Linked DNA regions of Mus musculus: regions 2, 3 and 4 are each linked to region 1. The links are chromatin contacts, called in public capture Hi-C and promoter capture Hi-C maps. All regions are on one chromosome and are shown on one strand. The core of a region is the stretch at or near the end of the contact, and the rest is flanking DNA. Distances in the headings are between cores, read along the strand shown.

Region 1 (4,652 bases), core at 1,186-3,685:
CACCCACTTGCCCAAGGTCAAGGGGAGTCAACCTGCGGGGATAAAGACTTGCCGGCGCCCCCTGGCGGACTTAGAAGATACCCTCACTGGTCCAGTCTTGCAGAAGCTATTGATTCAAGAGCCAAGTGGGGAAGGCAGACAAGGAGGTTAGACAGGAACTCAGGTAAGAAGGGTAGAGAACTTCAGTCGAGGGAAAGAGGGGCCTCCAGACAGGCTTTTAGCCCCTCCCCCAAACTGTTCTAGCTGCCTGAGGAGCCTCCTGCTCGCAGGCACTGCTCTGAGCAGCCGTAGTGATTCCCTCAGGCCTTCTACGGTTATGGAAGGTTCTCCAGTTGGGTGCCAGGCCAGCGCAGGGTCCCCTTCTTGTCTCTTCATCCACCCCTAATCTGCTGCCCCAAGCTTAGTTCTAGCTCATATCTTCCTATCCCATCCTGACATCTCACCCACTGATACCCCGTGCCTGGAAACCACTACTGCCCAGGCCCAGGACTTGGAGCCCAAACAGAAAGTTTGTCCCGAGGGGTGGACAAGAGTTTTGAAGGAGTCCTTGAAGCTGAGTCCGGATGTTGATTCACGAAGTGATTCCAGTTTAGTGAGTGAGAACCAGAAGACAGGCCTGAACCCCCTCAGCAAACCTTTTCCCCAGCCTGGCCCTGGGACCCATACCCTTCCTTGTGTGTGGCATTTGAGTCTGCAGGCAGTGGTAGAATCTGCAGAGACAAATCTCCCACACAATGAGCAATGAGGAAAGGACTGCTCAGGCCAGCCTGAGCCCTCCATTCTAGGACGGCAGTCACATGCGAAGCAGACCCTGTCACACTACGCAGACACAGAGAGGCAGGCTCTCTCTCTCTCTCTCTCTCTCTCTCTCTCTCTCTCTCTCTGCCTCTCTCCTTTTTTCTGTCATACACACACACACACACACACACACACACACGCATGCACTCACACCTACACACATGCATACAACTCAAAACCCAGACTCCACAGGCCAGAATACATTCAGGGGTCTCTCCTTGGACCCCGATCTCCTCTCAAAAACCTAAGATCCTGCTGAGAAAGGACAGAGCACAGGGGCTGGCCGCTGTCTCCGCTGGGCCTATTTCTGAGCCCCCTCCCCCAGGCTTCCTGACCTCCCAGAAAAGAGATCTACCCACCCCCTGCTGAGCCCTCTTGCCCCTTCACTCCACACACACCATCCAACAGACAATTAAATCCCAATCATCACAAACACTCATTATATAACCTTCTCCCTGGCAGCTGAGGACTCCTCTTGGCCCCTTGGACTGCCCGCTCCAACCCGACCTGGCTTCATGCAGCGCGACCTAGGTGGGCGCCTAGGGTGACTGGCGAAGGAAGGGCCCTCCACCACCCGGCCTGGAGGAAAGTTAAACCCTGCCCGGGGTTCTCTCACTCAATCCCGCCCGCCGTCCTCCGTCTCTAGCTAACGCTCCTAGCTCAGCCCTGCCGGACACTGGCACCAGCTCTGATCCAGCTGGTCGCAGAGCCGCAGCAGAGGGACAGCAGGACGGACGGACAGACCGCCCGGGCCCCCGCCAGCAGCCTGACTTGTTGAATAAATTTCTGCAGCGCTGGTTGAGCCGGCTTTGGGTTTCAGTATTGGCACCAAGAGAACTTTCGTGGCCTTGGAGAGGGGCCCCGGTCAAAGTTCCCTGTCCTTCCAACGCAGGGCCCCCACCCCACCCCCCAAGCAAGGGATGTGACGCCCACCTGATGGGTACGCGCGGGCGGGTGAGGGGGATCAGTCCCCAGAAATAATAAATAAATAAATAAACAAACAAAAACGCCTCTATAAAGAAAGAGCCCGACGCGCCAAGAAACCAAGCTGGGGGCTGAGCCTCTCCTTCCCCCTCCACCGTCACTGCCTCCCCTACCTTGGCATGGACGTGGCTGGGCAGCGGGGTCGTCCCGGGCAGAGATGCGGGGGTGACGCGTGTCCCCGAAGCCGGCGTGGAGAGGGACCCCGCGCCCCGCCGGCCCCACGCCTCAGATTCCGGGATCAGCTGCGCCCCCGGGGCGAGGGGGGCGGCGCACGCAGGGTGGCGGGCCCGGGGGCGCGGGCCATGGCGGGCGGGTCGCCGCGGCTCGGGGCGGGTGGCGCGGACGAGCGGCGGACCGCGCGGAGTTGGAGCGCGCGGCGGGCGGCGGGCGCGCGGCGCTCCGGGCCGGGGGCGGGGGCGCGGGGCCGCGGCAGGGCAGGTGCGGGGCGGCAGGCGCGGCGGAGCGCGGGGTCGGGTCACCCGGGTCCCCGGCTTCGGCGCCCCTGGCGCCCCCGGCCCGGACTCGAGGCGCAAAGGGGCTGCGCGCGACGGGGGCTGCGGAGGAGCCGGAGCGCCAGGCGGTGCGGGGACGTGCGGCGGCGGCGAGACCGAGCCGCGCCGCGTGCGAGGAAAAGCCGTCCTTATACTGACACCAAATGTCTTCGGGGAAAGCTGCAGGCTCGGGGCGCTGGAGGGGGAGGTGTGCGGGCGACAGACTGAGTGACGGTGGCGCGACTGAGTCCCCTCCGGAGAGGCGGGAGCCCCCGGGAGTGCAGCCACCTCCTAACAATTTAGGGTCGCACCGCTGGGGAGGGTCCTGACCCTTTTGGCCCTGGGCTTTGTCCATCATGCGTAAAAACGGGAGAGCCTTTGAATGAGCAGCCCAGGTGCCTAACGCTTATTGGTCTTGTTACACTTCGGATTCTCACTGGGCTTCCTGTTGGGGTGCTTGCTCCACTGCCCAATGAGGGGGTCACCAGCATAATGCTCGAACCGGTCTCCAAAGGTCGTTCAGAAACCCAAGTTCCCACCAAGCTTCCCATTCTGGTCCCACTTCTTCCTGCCCTTCAAGATGGACGCAAAAGACCACCAGCAGTGGCCGTTGCATGCCTGTAATCCCAGAAGAAGCAGGCAGACCTTTAAATTCGAGATTATCCTTAGTCCATAAAGCCAGTTCCAGGCCTACATAATGAGAACCCAATCTCAAAAAAAGAAAAGGAAAATCCTACCTCCTTTTAAAAGCTTCTGAGTGACCTACACGCCCCCCTCCCGTCCACGAGGTGAGCAGATGCCCATCTTTACCCAGCTGCAAGGTCAATCTTCCACCTCACCCCTGGGCAGCTGAGAGACCATGAAATGGGCACCCATCTCTCTTGTTTTCTGCAGCACCAACTCCCCAATCCCAGCCCTCTTACCAGGTAGCCCCACCTCCCCCCTGCATGGGTTATAGACTCCAGGAAGGAGTGTGCAGGATTGTGAGCCCTTTTCATTGGTTCCTATGTATATAAGCAGATTAAAGGTATCGAGATCCTGCCAAATGCCAATCAACTGCTTGTTTTCCCTGGGACCCTGGAACAGGGCACCTCATTTTGCTGTCAACAAAACTTGAGACTAGAGATGAGCCTTAAGCCAGAGGTCGCTCTGCTGGAGAGCAGCCGCCCCATGTATGAAGTGGGTGCTCCCCGGTCCATACCCACTGTCAGTTTGTCTTAGCTTTCTGCTGCTGGAATGGTAGGACATTGACCAACAGCAACTCTGGGAGGAAAGGGTTTATTGGGCTTTAAGCAGCCATCATGCAGGAAGCTGGAGGCAGGGACTGAAGCAGAGGCTACCAGAGGGCTGCTGCTTCCTGACTTGTTCCTGGTGGCTTGCTTAGCTTGCTTTCTTATACAACCCAGGACCACTTATCCAGGGGTGGTACCACAGCGGGTTTCGGTTAATCCAGAAAACAGCCCACAGCTGTGTCCGCAGGCCAATCTAAGGAAGCAGTTCCTCACCTGAGCTCTCCTCCTTCTAGGTGTCTCTAGTTTGTGTCAAGTTGACAAAAACCAGGCTGGATAGCCAGAGCAAGTGGGGGCCAGAGCAAAAGGGAGAAGGGGAGGGGATTGGTGGGGGAGAGCTGAAAAACAAAACAAAACAAAACAAAACAAAACAAAACAAAACAAACAAAACAAGTTGGAGAGATGGCTCAACAATTAAGAGCACTGACTGCTCTTCAGAGATCCTGAGTTCAATTCCCAGCAACCACATGGTGGCTCCCACCCATCTGTAATGGGATCCGATGCCCTCTTCTGCTGTGTCTGAGGAGAGCAACAGTGAACTCACATACATAAAATGAATAATAAAATAAATCTTTTTAAAAATAGTTAACAAAAACTAACCAGCTCCCCACTATCATTACCCCCCTTGCAAGATGGGCCACCCTGTCTGGCCCTTCCGACTTCCATGGAGAGTGTGTGGTGGGGTCTCTTCATGAGGCTTGGGCTCCAGGAGGAAAAAATGTAGCAAATGCCCCAGGAACCAGTTGTTCTGGCAGAGGGGCCAGACTGCGGAGGTGAGACAATTTTTATAAAAAGACTCCCAGGGAATGTGTGGTAAGTTAGGAGGCCTCCTGTAGTGTGAATTGAACCAGCCAGCCAACCAGAGGTCCCCAGGTTGGACAGGAGGGCTTCAGATCACAGTGGGTTCCAAGAATGGCTCATCAGAGGTGAGACACATGAACTGGACCACAGAAGCTATGCAGGACTGAGTCAGAGATGTATGGGGCAAGGGAAAGGGCAAACACCGAGGAGGCAGGAGTAGGTGCAGGTATGCCCGGCTCTGGCCAGCGGACTGCACAGCTAAAAAGACCAGGGCATGGAGAATGACAGA
Region 2 (4,652 bases), core at 737-3,236, 950 kb before region 1:
GTGGCCAAGTAGCGGTCAATGGCCATAGCAGTCAGGATGTAGGTGCTGGTGAACTGACTGTTGGCGTCCATGGCTGTGATGAGGGTGCACATGGTTTCCCCAAAGTGCCAGACACCATTACCCATGAGCTGGTGGATCATGAAAGGCATGCCCAGCAGGAAAAGCAGATCCACCACAGAGAGGTTGATGATGAAGATGTCAGGGACGTTGCTGCACCAGTGCAGCTTGGATTTCTTCACCACGGCAAAAATGACTGTGGAGTTTCCCACAATGCCCAGGAGACAGATGGTACCAAACACTGAAGGCATGATGATGTTGATGTAGGAGACACTCCTTGTGCGAGGAGGTGGCCCTGAGGATAGAAAGAGCAAGTGTGACCCGCCTTCCGATCTAGAAGCTGACAACCTGCCATGTCGGCCTTCCTGCTGGCCCCTCATGCTTTCCCTTGCAGCTTGGGGTCACTACGTCTCTGGAATCATCTCCTGCTGTTTCCCCTTCTCGGGCTATTGTTAGTTCTGTACCTTACCCTCCTCCACCGTGCCCTGGTGACTCCTATAGGATTTTCTAGATCCACCTGTTACTCAGAGGACCCCATTCTTCTTCGCTTCATCCATTTACTCAGAGGGCCAGGAGTCAAGACTCCCAGATATCTGCTGAGAACAACTTCATATCCCCGGGATCCACCAGAAAACCTTGTCAAAAAGGCTTGAAGGACATTTGTGTGTGTGTGTGTGTGTGTGTGTGTGTGTGTGTGTGTGTGTGTGTGTGTGTGTGTGTGTGTATTTGCAGCCTCATCTTTTCAGAGAGAGATGGCCAAAGGTTTCAGATAGGTTCCTAGGCATATGTGAGAAGTGACTGTCACCATGGGTGTGGGGTGTGTTTCAGGCTCCACAGCCCTGCCCTCTCCCGGTTTTCTGTCAGGGATTTCCTTGGACCATGTCTCCTGAGTCTGGGCTTTCCCAATAGGGTAGGGACTGGAGCTGTGTTACACCCCAGAAGCTTGGGAATTTCTCCACACCAACCTTCCCTCTTTCCCCTTCATTCCCTTCTCCTTCAGAGCTAGAATTTTAAGGCATTGACGTTCTGCAAATGTCAAGAAGCTTAATTCACCAGAAAAGTTAATCCTCTCACGCCCTGTGAAGTCTTTTGCTCCCAGCAGCCTTTGCCAGAAGACAGCAAGGACCACTCAGACCCCATTTCCCCAGTGCGAGGCCAGAGGATTGAGCCCAGGATAGCGGTGAATCAAAGCGCTTCTGCTGGCTCCCACATACTACCCGCCCGCTGTCTTGCTGTCTTGCTTGCTTGCTTCTCCAGCCTTGATTCCCCCCCCCCCCCCCCTGCAAAGCATATTTGGGACTCATCAGCAAGCTTTCCCCTCAAGCCTGCCTCACGTCTTGTCACCAACCCTTGTTGTTTCTAAATGTGCCTCTGCCCCATCTCTATTCCTCCCTGCCCCTTCTGTCCTAGCTGGTGTCCCCTCCTCTCCTCTTCCTCTTCAGGCAAAGCCGACTGCAGATCTTATCACCAAGAACTGTAAGATAAAGTTTCCCAGGCAGTTTGGCTTGGGAGGTGAAACCTTCCCATTTTCCACACCCATCCCGGAGGAGGGAGGACTCCAACTCGACTCACCCGCCAATGTGAAATTATCCTGGCCATCGGAGATGTTGCTGGCATTGGGGCCAGTGGACAGCAACGAGGCTTGCAGATCCATGCAGCCGGTGCAGGTCGCCTGCTCCCTGGAGTGGAGCGCCCGTCCACCCACGCAGGCTGCGGCAGCCTCCAGCGCCCTCCACCGCCTTGTCCGGAGCTTGAGCCCCGCAGTCCAGAAAAGGGTCTTCCTCTACCGCCTGGCAGCCTCTGCTGCCTCTGAGCCCAACTGCTCGCCCCACTCCCTCCTTCCCAGCTCCCACTGACATCACCTAGACACATTAACATTCGGAGGCAGATGCATGTTAACCTCTTCGGTCCCGGCTGCGGCTCCTACTCCTGACTGCCTGCAGAGCCAGCAGCTAGGCTCAAGCCATCCCATGCGGAGGAGCCTGCCTTTGCGCTGTCTCCCAGGGCTGAATTCTGAGCTCACAGGGGCTACCGCTTATCTTGCATGGCCATCCAGGTCTTTGCAAAAGCAAAGGGGGTGGGTGGGGGAGCAATGCTTGCTTTAAAGAAGCTGGACCACGTGGCAAAAGCCAGGGGTACTGTTCTCAATGCTGGGGACTCAAGCCTGGACTGACACATCCTTGGTTCCCAAGCACTCTGGAGGTCACCCTAAACCTTTCCTGTGTCCTGGTAACTTCCAAACATCTCCTTGGCTAGATGACAATTGCTAGTTGTGCAAAGGAGGTTCCAGGCTTTCTGTGGTGCCAATAGTCAGGGGCTGGTGTGCAGACAGAACAAACTTCCCTCTGCACAGATCAGTGGAGGCCAGCCACAGAGGGTTTTATTTTCTAGTGTTCTGAGGTTTTGTCTGGGATTCTGTGAAACAATTATCAGAGCATAAGAGAATAAATAAGTCCACTCAGAGATTAGAATGGACAGTAGCCTCAGAGGGCACAGGCATTAGAGAACTCTCTGCAGACTCCTGCTGACAGCTCCGGGAGATTCACAATCAAATGCTACACCACCAGGGCCAGATGCAGAGCCTAAGTCCTTGGCTAACATGGTTGCCTGTTAACCCTTATCAACGAGCACAGAAGCACAGAGAGACATCCTTATAGCTACCCCGAGTTCCAGCCATACTCTTCCTTACTGATGTTGGATATGAACATGCCTGGTTTTTCAGGCCGAGTTGTTGATTGTCCCTAGTATACCTCTTCTTCTAGGCCTCTTGATCCACCAGCATGAAGAACTTAAAATAAGGCTGTATGGGGGCTGGGGATGGAGCTCAGTTGGTAGAGTATTTGTCTCACAGGCACGAAACTCAGGGTTTCATCCCCTATACTCATAAACTGGACATGCATGCCAGTAATCCCAGCACTTAGGAGGTGGAGGCAGGAGGATGAGAATTTCAGGGCTTCCCCCCCCCCCACAGAGAGAGAGAGAGAGAGAGAGAGAGAGAGAGAGAGAGAGAGAGAGAGAACCAGATGGTAGTTTGACCATAGGCACAGTGGGATGGTTAGTGTATTTCTGGTGGACTCTGATGCCCCCAACTCCATGATGCCCCCAGACCCAGGTGTCCTTTGTGGTATTAGTGGAGGGAATACTGTGGTGGTTTGAATGAAAATGTCCCGCACAGGCTCATACATGTGAATATTGGGTCCCCAGTTAGTGAGCCTTGTTTGGGAAGAATTGAGAAGTATATTACTAGGTAGGGATGCTTTTGGGGTTTCAAAAACCCATCCCTCCGTTCCCAGTTAGCTCTCTGGGCTCCTGCTTGCAGGATGTAAGCATTTATCGGCTCCTGATACCCCATCTTTGCTCCACCATTATAGACTCTAACCCTCTGAAACACTTTCTTTTATAAGTAGCGCTGTTTGTAGTGTCTTTAGAGCAATAGAAAACCAAGACAGATGCTCTCTGGGTTTCTCTAGGGGACTAACCAGTGTGTTCTTTAGCCTCACATGGTCAACTTCCCCTCAAGCATTGCAGTTTCTCTGAGTCTTATGACTCCTTTCTCAAAACTGCCAGGCCAGACAGTGAGCCGGTGATGGCACTGGTCTTTAATCCCAGCACTCAGAAGGCAGAAACAGTCGGATCTCTGAGTTCAAGGCCAGTCTGCTCTACAGAGTGAGTTCCAGGAAAGCTAAGGCTACACAGAGAAATTCTGTCTCAAAAAAAGGAAACAAGATAACAAAAACCCTCTGTCAAGTAGCCGAGGTCAGTGGGGAAGGATCAGCGGGGAGTTGTTGTTGAAAGTGTACTGAGTTTCTGTGTGCAGAGGTAGAGAGCTAGAAATAGACAGCATTGATGGTTGAGCAGCACTGATTAATACATGCTTAAAAAAAAGATTTATTATATAAATGTGTACACTGCCTCTATCTCCAGACACACCACAAGAGGGCACCGGATCCCATTACAGATGGTTGTGAGCTACCATGTGGTTACTGGGTATTGAACTCAGGACCTCTGGAAGATCACTCAGTGCTCCTAACCCCTGAGCCATCCCTCCAGCCCCTTAATGCATGTTCTGAATACTGCTGAATTTGACACAACTCGTTAAGGGGGCAGGAATGTATCTCAGTGGTAGAATATTCTTGCCTGGCATGTACAAGGCCCCGGGTTTAGACTTCAGTATCACATGCAAAGAGTTAAAATGGACAGTTTTGTATTATGTGAATTTTACTGCAATGTTAAAAAAAAAAGTAGTGGTAAATTTCTGTATACAATCTAACAGCCACTCGAGGACAAGCAGTCTCTGCCACGGTAGCTGGAGCACCTTTGTCTTCTTCCTATAGGCTACTTCCAGGAGCCTCCCCAGCCCGATTTCAGCATTAGCTCCAGGTATCCATCCCACCCCCTCTCCCAGGGTGTTCTCGCCCATGAAGCAGGAGTGTCCCTGCCAAGACAACCTCTCCTTTCAGTTTGACATTTGTGCCACGCTCTAGCACCCTATAAATTCATTCCTTATGCACGTTCCCATTACTTATATTTTTTCCAGTCCATAATAAGAGAATGTCCATATAAGGGACCATATCTGAAAATGATAAACGTCCTCT
Region 3 (4,652 bases), core at 885-3,384, 920 kb before region 1:
GGGACCTGGCACCGTTGCTTTACCACCATCCCTCAGCTCTACTTCATCAGTACCGCGTTTTCAATTTTCTGAGTTCTGGTTCCCTAAGACTCAGGTACAAAGGGACCTTGGGTACCACTGACCAATCAGGCAAGAAAAATCTCACCCCAGAATGAGTGTATGAAGGCAAAACAGTGTGAGTGTAGACAAAACAGCCACATCAACAATCACTCAGAATGCTGGTCCAGTCAGGTGTGCCTTTGTGATTGGACAACTCAGAACACAGCAGACGCCCACCAAGTGCTAGGATCCTTGGATCCCTGGGCTTGTATGTCTAGGGCTTCAGACTTGGTTGTACACAGAGACTTGAATCACATCAGGGAGATCCTGGCCCTTGTTCTCTCTGCCTTTATGATGGGGCTGTTTGTCCTTTTTGGGCTTCTTTAATCCAAGCAAGTTGGCTATGGGCAGCTCAGAACCTACATGGGTTTATCTTTATATGTCTTTAGGTTGTTCCATTCCACACAGGGCTACACAGTGAAACTCTTTCTCAAAAAATAAAATAAATACCTATAGAGTAAGTGGGGGAAGAAAGCATCTTTTCCAACGGACCCTGGCAAAGTCCCAGGGAACACTCTGATTGGCCTTGGATTGGTCATATCTCCACCCTAGGGAGACAGATGACTTTAAACAGAATGTTAAGGGTCTGGCTGGATGTAATGGTACAGGCCTATAATCTCATCTGCCCAGAGCTCAGGCAGGTGGATCCTGTGTCACAATGAAGGAAAAAGAAAAGGCTGTCAGAGTGGTTCAGTGGTAGACGCTCGGCAGGCTCAAGTCGAGGGGTGTGAAAGAAAAGAGTGTGGGACCACACTGTCTATATCCCAGATTTCAGTGATAAAGACATTCAAGGAAGTGAGTTTGCTAGAAGGAAGGTTGGGGCCAAGCATGGCGGCGTGTACCTCAGCACTGCAGAGGTGAAGGCGGAGGGCCAAGAGTTCAAGTGAGCTGGGCAGGCCTTTAATCCCAGCATTAGGGAGGCAGAGGCAGGCAGATTTCTGAGTTCGAGGCCAGCCTGGTCTACAAAGTGAGTTCCAGGACAGCCAGAGCTATAGAGAGAAACCCTGTCTCGAAAAACCAAAAAAAAAAAAAAGAGTTCAAGCGAGGTAGGGAGACGGCTCAATGATGCAATGTTTGAGGAGCAACCATGAGGACCGACATCCAGGTCCCCAGCACCCCCATAAAGCAGGGCAGCTGTGCAGCTCTCCCTCAGCACACGGGAGGGGTGGATGGGAATTTCTGAGGCAAAATGGCTAATGAGAATCACAGCAAGAGAATAAAGCAGAGAGGGGTTGAGGAAGACACCCAGTATCAACTGCAGGCCTCCACAGGCATGGACACATACATAGGGACATATACCACTCACCGTACACATGTGCACACACTATATATATACCACATATATACATAACTACCTCACACCCAAATACACACTACATACATCAATACACATACCATATGTACATACCACATACCTACATAGCACATACACATAGCTCATACACACACCACACACATATACCACATACATAACACATTAACACTGCCTATACAACACATATTACAAACACATGCACACCCCTCATACACACACCACACACATACACACACACCAAATACATAACAAACACATGTGCTCACATATAAACACACTACATACACCACAAATACACATACCATATACCCTATACCACACACACACCACACATATACACCACATACATACGTACATACCACACACAAACACCACATACATACACATACCACACACACACACACACTAAACCATACATATACACATACACCACTCAGACACTACATAACACACCACAAATACACACCACATGTGCTCATAAGCACAGGCAGACACACACAGACACACTCAGGGTTCAAGGCCACACATTAAGGTTAGCATTATCCACATTACCTGGGAGAAAGGACTCTAAGCCTACCTGTGGGGACTTATCTTGATTATGCTAATAATGTGGGATGATGCATGTTAATTGTAGGTGGGATGGTCCTCTAGGCTGGGGATCCTCCACTCTATAAAATATAGCAAGGTAGCTAAGTGGCAGGAAGCCGGTTTCCTTCTCGTCTACATTGTAATGCCTCGAGCTTGTAAGTCAGAATAAAGCCTTTCTCCCTTACATTGCCTTTGTCAGGAACACACAACACAGAACACAGCAACAGGAACATAGCTAAGACACCGTCTCTTGCCATATAGGGAGTCCGAGCCCGGCCTGGGCTACCTGAGATCCTGTCTCCAAAATAGCAGAACTGAAAGCAAGCAAACCAAACCACGGGTAAGAGCTTCCTCTGGGGAGGCAGGAAGGCTGCTGGGAGATTGGCTGAGTTCCATCTCTTGACCTGGAAACTTTCAAGGTAATTACAAGGGGATTTGCTTCTTGAGAACTCATTATGTGTGACATTTGTTTCATGTGGTTTTTACTCTTATTAAAATAAAAAATGGTTTTCTGAACGAGTGAAAAACAGCACATGTGCTCAGCTTACTCACTTACGGGCTTGGTGTGTTCCCGTTGTCCACAGATTGAGCGCTGGTGAGGCTGGGTCTGACCTACTTTACCATCACCGAGGGACCCTGTGGGAAAAGGGAAGAGAAAGGGAAAGGCAAGGGAGTGGAGACCAGGGAATGGAGATGATCAAGATACATTGTTCCATGTATGGAAATTTCAAAAGATAAATCTGGGGGGTGGGGAGGGGGCGGGGGACAAGGAGGAGGCGGGTTCCAAAACAGGAAGGAGTAGACTAGAGAAGCTTGAATGCCAGCAGGAGGCTTGTCTGTGCCAGGAACCATCATCCTGAGGATCAGAGACATGAAAGGTGTTCTGCTCTGCAAACTGGTGCTAAGAGCCAGGAAGAGCACTAAGGATATTGTCTAGAGTGCCACAGGCCAACACACAGCATCCCAGAATCCCAGCATCCCAGCTGTCCTTCACCTTGCTGGACCCCTGGATTTCATCTTCTTCTTTCTCTGTATTTTCCCTGGTCTTTATGTTTGTAATCTCTCTGTGCCTTCTATTTAATGCACTATTTAATGGCACTCATAAACTCAGGGAACAATAGTAAGAAAGTCTCTCCAAATGAAGTTTAAAATAATGGCCTTCTTCTCACTTAAAGTGATTCTTACATAGCATATGTATACTGTTGAACTCTAATATACTTCAGTAGGAAATCTCACAAGCCAGATATGGTGGCGCATGCTTGTATTCCTAGGACCTGGGAGACTGAAAAAGGATTGTCATAAGCCAGAAGCCAGGTGGGTCTACACATCAAAGTCCAGGCAAGCCAGAGATCCTTGGTGACACCCTATCTCAAAACGCCAGAACCGGGGCTGGAGAGATGGTTCAGCGGTTAAGAGCACTGGCTGCACTTCCAGAGGTCCTGAGTTCAGTTCCCAGCAACCACATGGTGGCTCACAACCATCTGTAATGAGATCCGGTGCCCTCTTCTGGCCTGCAAGCATGCGTGCAGCAAGAAACCTGTATACATAAGTAAAGACATCTTAAAACAAACAAAAGCAAACAACAAACAGTCTGGCAGTGGCGACATATACACTCCTTTGATCTCAGGAGGCAGAGGCAGGCAAATTTCTGAGTTTGAGGCCAGCTTGGTCTACAGAGAGAGTTCCAGGACAGCCAGGGCTACACAGAGAAATCCTATCTTTAAAAAAAAAAGGGGGGAGGGGGGAAGGAAAGGAAAAGGAAAAGAAAAGAAAAAAAGAAACAAGAAAAGAGAAAAAAAACCAACAAAAGATAAAAAACGAGATATATCAGTATATGCCTGCAACAGTAGCATTTAAGAAGCAGGCTCTTTCCTTTCTGCCACCTCCATGCCGTCCAGACTGAGGAAGACGGGAGACTCTGGGGCCACCTGAGCCAAGGCTACGGCTGCATGGGAAGCACCGCAAGCACCCAGGAGGCCGCGGGAATGCTGGAGCATGCAGCACCACAGGATCAATGACAATTATCACCCAGGATGCTTTGGGAAAGTTGGTATAAGGCATTCCCACTTGAAGAGAAACCAGAGCTTCTGCCCAACTGTCAACCTGGATAAATTGTGGGCCTTGGTCAGTGAGCAGACACTGGTCAATGCGGCAAAGAACAAGACTGGAGCTGCTCCCATCATTGATGTTGTGCGATCGGCTACTACCAAGTTCTAACAAGGGAAAGTTCCCTAAGCAACCTGTCATCGGGAGGGCCAAATTCTTCAGTAGAAGAGCTGAAGAGAGGATTAAGGGTGTTGGAAGTGTCTGTGTTCTGGTGGCTTAAAGCCACTCCCAGAGTTTAATGAAATGCTAACATTTTCCATGTGGAAAAAAAAAGAAGAAAAAGAAGAAGAAGAAGGAGGAGGAGGAGGAGGAGGAGGAGGAAGAGGAGGAAGAGAAGAAGAAGAAGAAGAAGAAGAAGAAGAAGAAGAAGAAGAAGAAGAAGAAGAAGAAGAAGAAGAAGAAGAAGAAGAAGAAGCAGCTAAGGCAGGAGGATTGTGGAAAGTCTGACACTAACTTGGGTTCCATAGTGAAATCTTACCTCCTTACCTCAAAAATTACCAAATTAGACTGGGCAGTGGAGGCTCATATCTTTAATCCCAGCATT
Region 4 (4,652 bases), core at 1,071-3,570, 720 kb before region 1:
CTCACCGGAGCTCACACTTGATCTGGACCCAGCCAGGGCTTCGCAGGAAGGACCAGGGCTGGTACCACTTCTCCACAGTGGGCAGGCTGGAGCAGAGAACCTCCAGCCACAGGTGTAGGACCTGTTCACTGAGAACAGGCAAGGAGGATGAGGCTAGGCCTGGAGGACCCCCAACTTGCAACCCCATTCCCAGGAGCTCCTGAGCACCATCTATGGAAAGCTCTAGGGGCTTCCCTCGCACAGTGGTTCTGCCCTATGGGATAGCCCCTGACGGTCCCTCTCCTCTACACTTACTTTAGCCCCACGCAGATAAGTGAGCGGAGCTTGACATCCATTTGTGCGTGTGCTGCATCATGGGTCACATTCACAGACTGCACTGCCTGAGGAGGGGACACTGTCACTTAAGTGCCAAGTGGCTGGCCAGAGAGAGTTTAAGAATGCTGGCAAGCAGCTTACCCGGTACAGCAGCTCTTCAGGGGTCAGGACTTTGCCATCTTCGTCCAGCCTGCAAGAACAAGAGTGCCGTCACTGGTTGCCATGCTGGACATTGGTGGGTAACACAGGCAGTACGTATGTACCTGTATGTCTTACAGAGCACCAGGCGGGAGTACACAGAATCAAAGTCTCTTTCGACTTCACGGCCCGCTGCCTGTGGTAGACAAGACAACATGAGGACAGGGATGGGTGAGCGCACGCCACTGCCCTACAACACTCCTTCTGCCTCCTGCAGGAACCCAGGAAGGGACTGAGGTGAGCAAGTGGCCCTGCAGGACTGAGAAGGCACGGGGACCAATTGTGATCACCTCCTCGATAAACAGCCAGGGGTGACAAGCCCCTCCAAGCAAGGATGGCTTCTTCAATCCGTGTTCAAACAGGGCCTTGAGGGCTGGGCAGAGGGTTCCTCGCACGAGGTCTGTTACTCCTTCTGTCACAGAGTCGTCCCCCGCAATGGAGTACTGATGGAGAGAACATTTGAGAAGCGCTAGCCTGACACCTGCAGCCAGCCACCCCCTGTCACCCTGGCAGCTGTCACAGGGTAGGATGGTCTCACACTAGGCTGCAACAAAGAGCAGCTCCACATTCTTACCTCTTTGCTTCGCTCATCCAGGACCTCCACAAACTTGGCTGGAAACCAGCCTGTGGGGGGAAGCAGCTATGTGGGGAGCAGCAGAAGCTGTCCCAGCCCTTCTCCCCAAGGACCAAGGACAAAGGGCTCCCAAATCACCCAGAACCTTCAAGCAGGACAGGCATGCCAAGAAGACCAAGAGGGAAGAAAAGCCCAGCACCCTCGGAGGCTCGGGGTCTGCGGCTGTAGGCCTAGGTAGAGCAAAGGCCTTCCTTGCCAGCCTGCAGCACACAAAAGCCCTCACCTCTCAGGCCGTTCAGCTCACCCACCCAGCAGTGCTCATCCTTCTGGGAAATGATCTGCAGAAGAGAACGGGCCAGGGCTCAGGGCCTTCCCAAAGCAGGCGTCCTCAGTACCCGCCGGGCTGAGATCAAGCTTATTCAACATCAGCTCTACAGGGAAGGTGGGGAGGAGGCAGCAGGAAGTGTGCACGCTAGGCCCCCCACACACCGTGATGATGTCATTTTTGCGGAAGCCTAGCTCATCATCATCGTGCCGCTCAAAGTCCAGCAGGGCCTTGGCCCGGCGCCGGTGGCTGCGTAAGCATGCCACGTAGTTCTCATGGTCCCGCTGGTGGCTCTCCATGCTGTAGTCTGGGGTCAGCTCCTGGCAGAAAGGAAAGGCCCACACAGTGGAGGAGGAGCCTCAGTGCCAAGAGTGGGCTGGGGAAGGAGAGCCCCAAGTTGAGGGGAGCCTGACACTTACCACACTACAGTTCTTGGGGTCTGTGCACTGGAAGTGGCGTGCCACACGCAAAATGGCTTCGCGAAGGTCGGCTACCAGCTCTGTTTGCTTGATGTTCTTTGCCTTGAGAGCTTCTAGGTCGTCCTCTCCTGGGGGGGGGGGGGGCACACTGGCATAGTAACAGGTCCTGCCGAATCTCCACTCCCGCTAGGATGCACGCAGTAGCTGGTTCTGCCCAGCCCCAGAAGAGCCAGCACCCACCCACACTTGGGCTCACCAAAAAGCAGGGAAGTGATACCAGACTTCCTCCGCTGCGTCCTGCGCCGTACAACCTGTGGAGAGGACGGCAGGTCAGTGGGCAAAGTAGCCACTCAAAAAGGGGAGACACTAACGTGCTTGTGGCTCACTAAGCCTGGGCATTTCTAATGGCTGAAGCTGACTCTCACATCAAGGCGTATCTTCAGCTCAGGCTTAAACTACCCAGTTCAGAGTTCAGGAATGCATGTTACCAAGGAAGCCTACAGCACCCCTTAGTGGCCGTCTGATGCTCTAACTGGGCGTTTGCAGGCAGATGCATGGGAGAGACAGTCTGTTCCTCACACCCCCTCAGTCTGAGAACTCCGTGATTTGGCAAAGACAGGGCCCACCTGAGAGAGGTTAGTGGTGGTGCCCGTCCCCAGGGTTTGGCCTTGGTCTGCAATAAGGTAGGCCAGGTGCTTGCGACGCTGGGTCTCCACGGCCACATCAGTGAGGGAGCCAGCCAGCCTCATGGCCTCCCCCAGCAGCAGCTCTGCGTCATCCATCTGTGCAGGAATGTCTGACAGCGTGTTGAAGATGGAAGCTGAGTTCTCAGACTGTATCAGCTCTTCCTCCTGGGAGTGGGAGAGTAAGGAGCGTGGCCCTGGCACCCTCCTAGAAACCTGTGCCCTTTGGCATGCCCAGGAAGTTCCCCCTGCACACCCACACTCAAGGCTTCTCTCAGGCAACGCTATGATGAAGACTGGACTACTGCAGTGTGTCCCCAGAGGGTGACACCAGGGCTACCATATTAGGTACATGCTCTCCTGTTCTGTCTAGAAGCCAGGTAGCCCTGACCAGTGGACAGGAGACTCTGCAAGCACCTTAAGGCGCAGCATGCCCAGCGTAGTCTGGAACAACACCAGGGAGCCCTCGTAGAAAAACAGGTCCCAGATGCGCAGCAGCAGTCTGATGTGCACCACGCTGGCGAAGGCCGTGAGGAACCAGTGCAGCGTGATAAGAGACAGCTCTGCCAACAGACACCAAAGACACCTGTAGGATCAGCCTGGGCAAGTACGGGCCAGCTCCCAAAAAGCAGCAGAGGGGAGGGGAGGGGAAGAGAAGGGAAGGGATGGGAAGGGATCAGAATGCAAAAGGACAAAAGCAACGTAAGCCACATGAGCCTCCGCTGCCTCGAAACCTTGGAGCTCAGAGGTGGTACCACCATCTTGGGATCCCTGAACCTTGGGGAAGAAGGCAGCCAGGTCTCACCAATGTCGTGCTCCTGCAACAGTTTGTCTAAGCGAGGCAGGTACTGGACAATCAGGTGGCGCAGGACCCGCTGGTCAGTCTGGACTCCCAGCAGGGTAGTGCTGAAGTAGGAGGCAGGCAGCAGGTCCTCAATAATGGCACACATCATCCAGAAGGCATCCTCCTCCTCCAGGAACAGCAGGAGACAAGCAGCCACCTAGTCAGAGAGGGGAGCATGGGGCTCCTACCCAGACTCATGTGAATCAGAAAAGGGGCTCTATTCTAGGATAGATACTCGGCACACCTCTTCAGGCTGGTTGAGAGGGCCCCTAGGGGGAAAAAAAAAGATCCCATGGCCCTCCTTGAGGACTCCCAGGTCAATCCCGGCCTCCCACCCTTACAGCACCTTAGGGAAACATGCCTCAGAAGAGGCCTGGAGAAGACCCTGGTATACCAGTTGCCTCCCAGGTTGCTCACCATGCCTGTGCCCTGGCAGTAGCCAATCTCTGGGTAGAGCCAGGCCAGTGCTCGGAGGACTCTGCGCAGGCGGGGAACACCGATGCTGTTCACATTGGCAAAGCAGGCGTTGCTGGGCATGGTACGGAGCAGGTCCTTTTCGATCTGTCAGATCCCCATACCACCCCAAGAGACCTTGTTTGATGCAACTGTAGACTGATGCCCATGCAATAAGGTAGAGAAGCTGTGGGTGGCTTGCTTCCGTCCCAGGAATAGGGATTCTGTAATAGTCCAGGCCAAGGCTAACCCTCCCTTCTCCAGGGTTAGACCCCATCAAGTATAAAATTGAGCCCACACTAGCCACTGGGAGCCCCTTTTCTGATTCACATGAGTCTGGGTAGGAGCCCCATGCTCCCCTCTCTGGCTAGGTGGCTGCCTGTCTCCTGCTGTTCCTGGAGGAGGAGGATGCCTTCTGGATGATGTGTGCCATTATTGAGGACCTGCTGCCTGCCTCCTACTTCAGCGCCCAGATCTATATTTAAAATTTCCTGCTCTTCCTCATGTGGGGCCATCTCCATGTCCTTCCCCCACACTGGGACCTTTAGATTACTCTCCTTGCAGCCCCCAAGGACCTGGAAAGGAGCAAGTGTACTCTAGGCCACACTCCTGAGTAAAAGGGCTACCTACCCTGCCAAGGAGACCGACAAGGGGCAGTCTCAGAGGTGACCTCTCCCTCCTGCCAGAGCACACAGGCTCTGCCCAGCACTTCCTCCTGACTGGCTGGCTGCCCCATGTTACCTGTTTGGCAGCGATGGTCTCATCGTTGGAGCTGTTCTTTATAATCTCACGGTAGGACAACTCAGAGTTCTTCTTCTTCTGCAGCGCCCCAGAGAGCCGC

The links. Promoter capture Hi-C pulls out the DNA fragments that hold promoters and counts their contacts. Capture Hi-C pulls out chosen DNA fragments and counts their contacts.
Region 2: a contact with region 1 is called in a capture Hi-C map of macrophages, with 9 times the contacts expected there. The contact joins the promoter of Mchr1 here to the promoter of Cacna1i in region 1. A contact is called at or near these places in 4 of 39 promoter capture datasets (embryonic stem cells, hippocampal neurons, liver and 1 more) and 3 of 9 other capture datasets (adipose tissue, embryonic stem cells and macrophages).
Region 3: a promoter capture Hi-C map of pre-B cells shows a contact between it and region 1, with 5 times the contacts expected there. The contact joins the enhancer-like site here to the promoter of Cacna1i in region 1. A contact is called at or near these places in 7 of 39 promoter capture datasets (the 3T3-L1 cell line, HPC-7-derived erythroid cells, embryonic stem cells and 4 more), 2 of 484 Hi-C or Micro-C datasets (the G1E-ER4 cell line and cerebral cortex) and 1 of 9 other capture datasets (adipose tissue).
Region 4: a contact with region 1 is called in a promoter capture Hi-C map of hippocampal neurons, with 3 times the contacts expected there. The contact joins the enhancer-like site here to the promoter of Cacna1i in region 1. A contact is called at or near these places in 3 of 39 promoter capture datasets (hippocampal neurons, liver and pre-B cells), 1 of 115 datasets of contacts at active chromatin or transcription factors (forebrain) and 1 of 9 other capture datasets (liver).

What each region holds. Positions count from the first base shown.
Region 1 is chr15:80,285,021-80,289,672 of GRCm38.p6, reverse strand. Cacna1i (calcium channel, voltage-dependent, alpha 1I subunit) reads right to left here and starts at 2,435. Exons shown (of 37, transcript NM_001044308.2): 1 at 1,896-2,435. It overlaps Gm31319 (a long non-coding RNA gene), which reads left to right. Exons shown (of 2, transcript XR_384257.3): 1 at 1-163; 2 at 1,261-1,805.
Region 2 is chr15:81,232,833-81,237,484 of GRCm38.p6, reverse strand. It overlaps Mchr1 (melanin-concentrating hormone receptor 1), which reads right to left and starts at 1,986. Exons shown (of 2, transcript NM_145132.2): 1 at 1,630-1,986; 2 at 1-352. The coding sequence starts at 1,711.
Region 3 is chr15:81,208,398-81,213,049 of GRCm38.p6, reverse strand. No RefSeq gene overlaps it. Among named protein-coding and RNA genes, the nearest start is that of Gm31608, 6.4 kb to the left of the region's middle. Within about 2 kb of position 2,134, at least 43 of the 459 cell types and tissues checked have an H3K27ac peak or open chromatin away from gene starts, as enhancers often do. A contact at or near this core is called in pre-B cells, where this site is marked.
Region 4 is chr15:81,006,714-81,011,365 of GRCm38.p6, reverse strand. Sgsm3 (small G protein signaling modulator 3) reads right to left here. Exons shown (of 22, transcript NM_134091.2): 6 at 4,553-4,652; 7 at 3,776-3,919; 8 at 3,320-3,515; 9 at 2,932-3,077; 10 at 2,458-2,682; 11 at 2,088-2,142; 12 at 1,832-1,959; 13 at 1,577-1,732; 14 at 1,371-1,425; 15 at 1,088-1,137; 16 at 804-956; 17 at 579-649; 18 at 457-505; 19 at 295-380; 1 more. Among named protein-coding and RNA genes, the nearest start is that of Sgsm3, 31 kb to the right of the region's middle. Within about 2 kb of position 2,320, at least 21 of the 459 cell types and tissues checked have an H3K27ac peak or open chromatin away from gene starts, as enhancers often do. A contact at or near this core is called in hippocampal neurons, where this site is marked.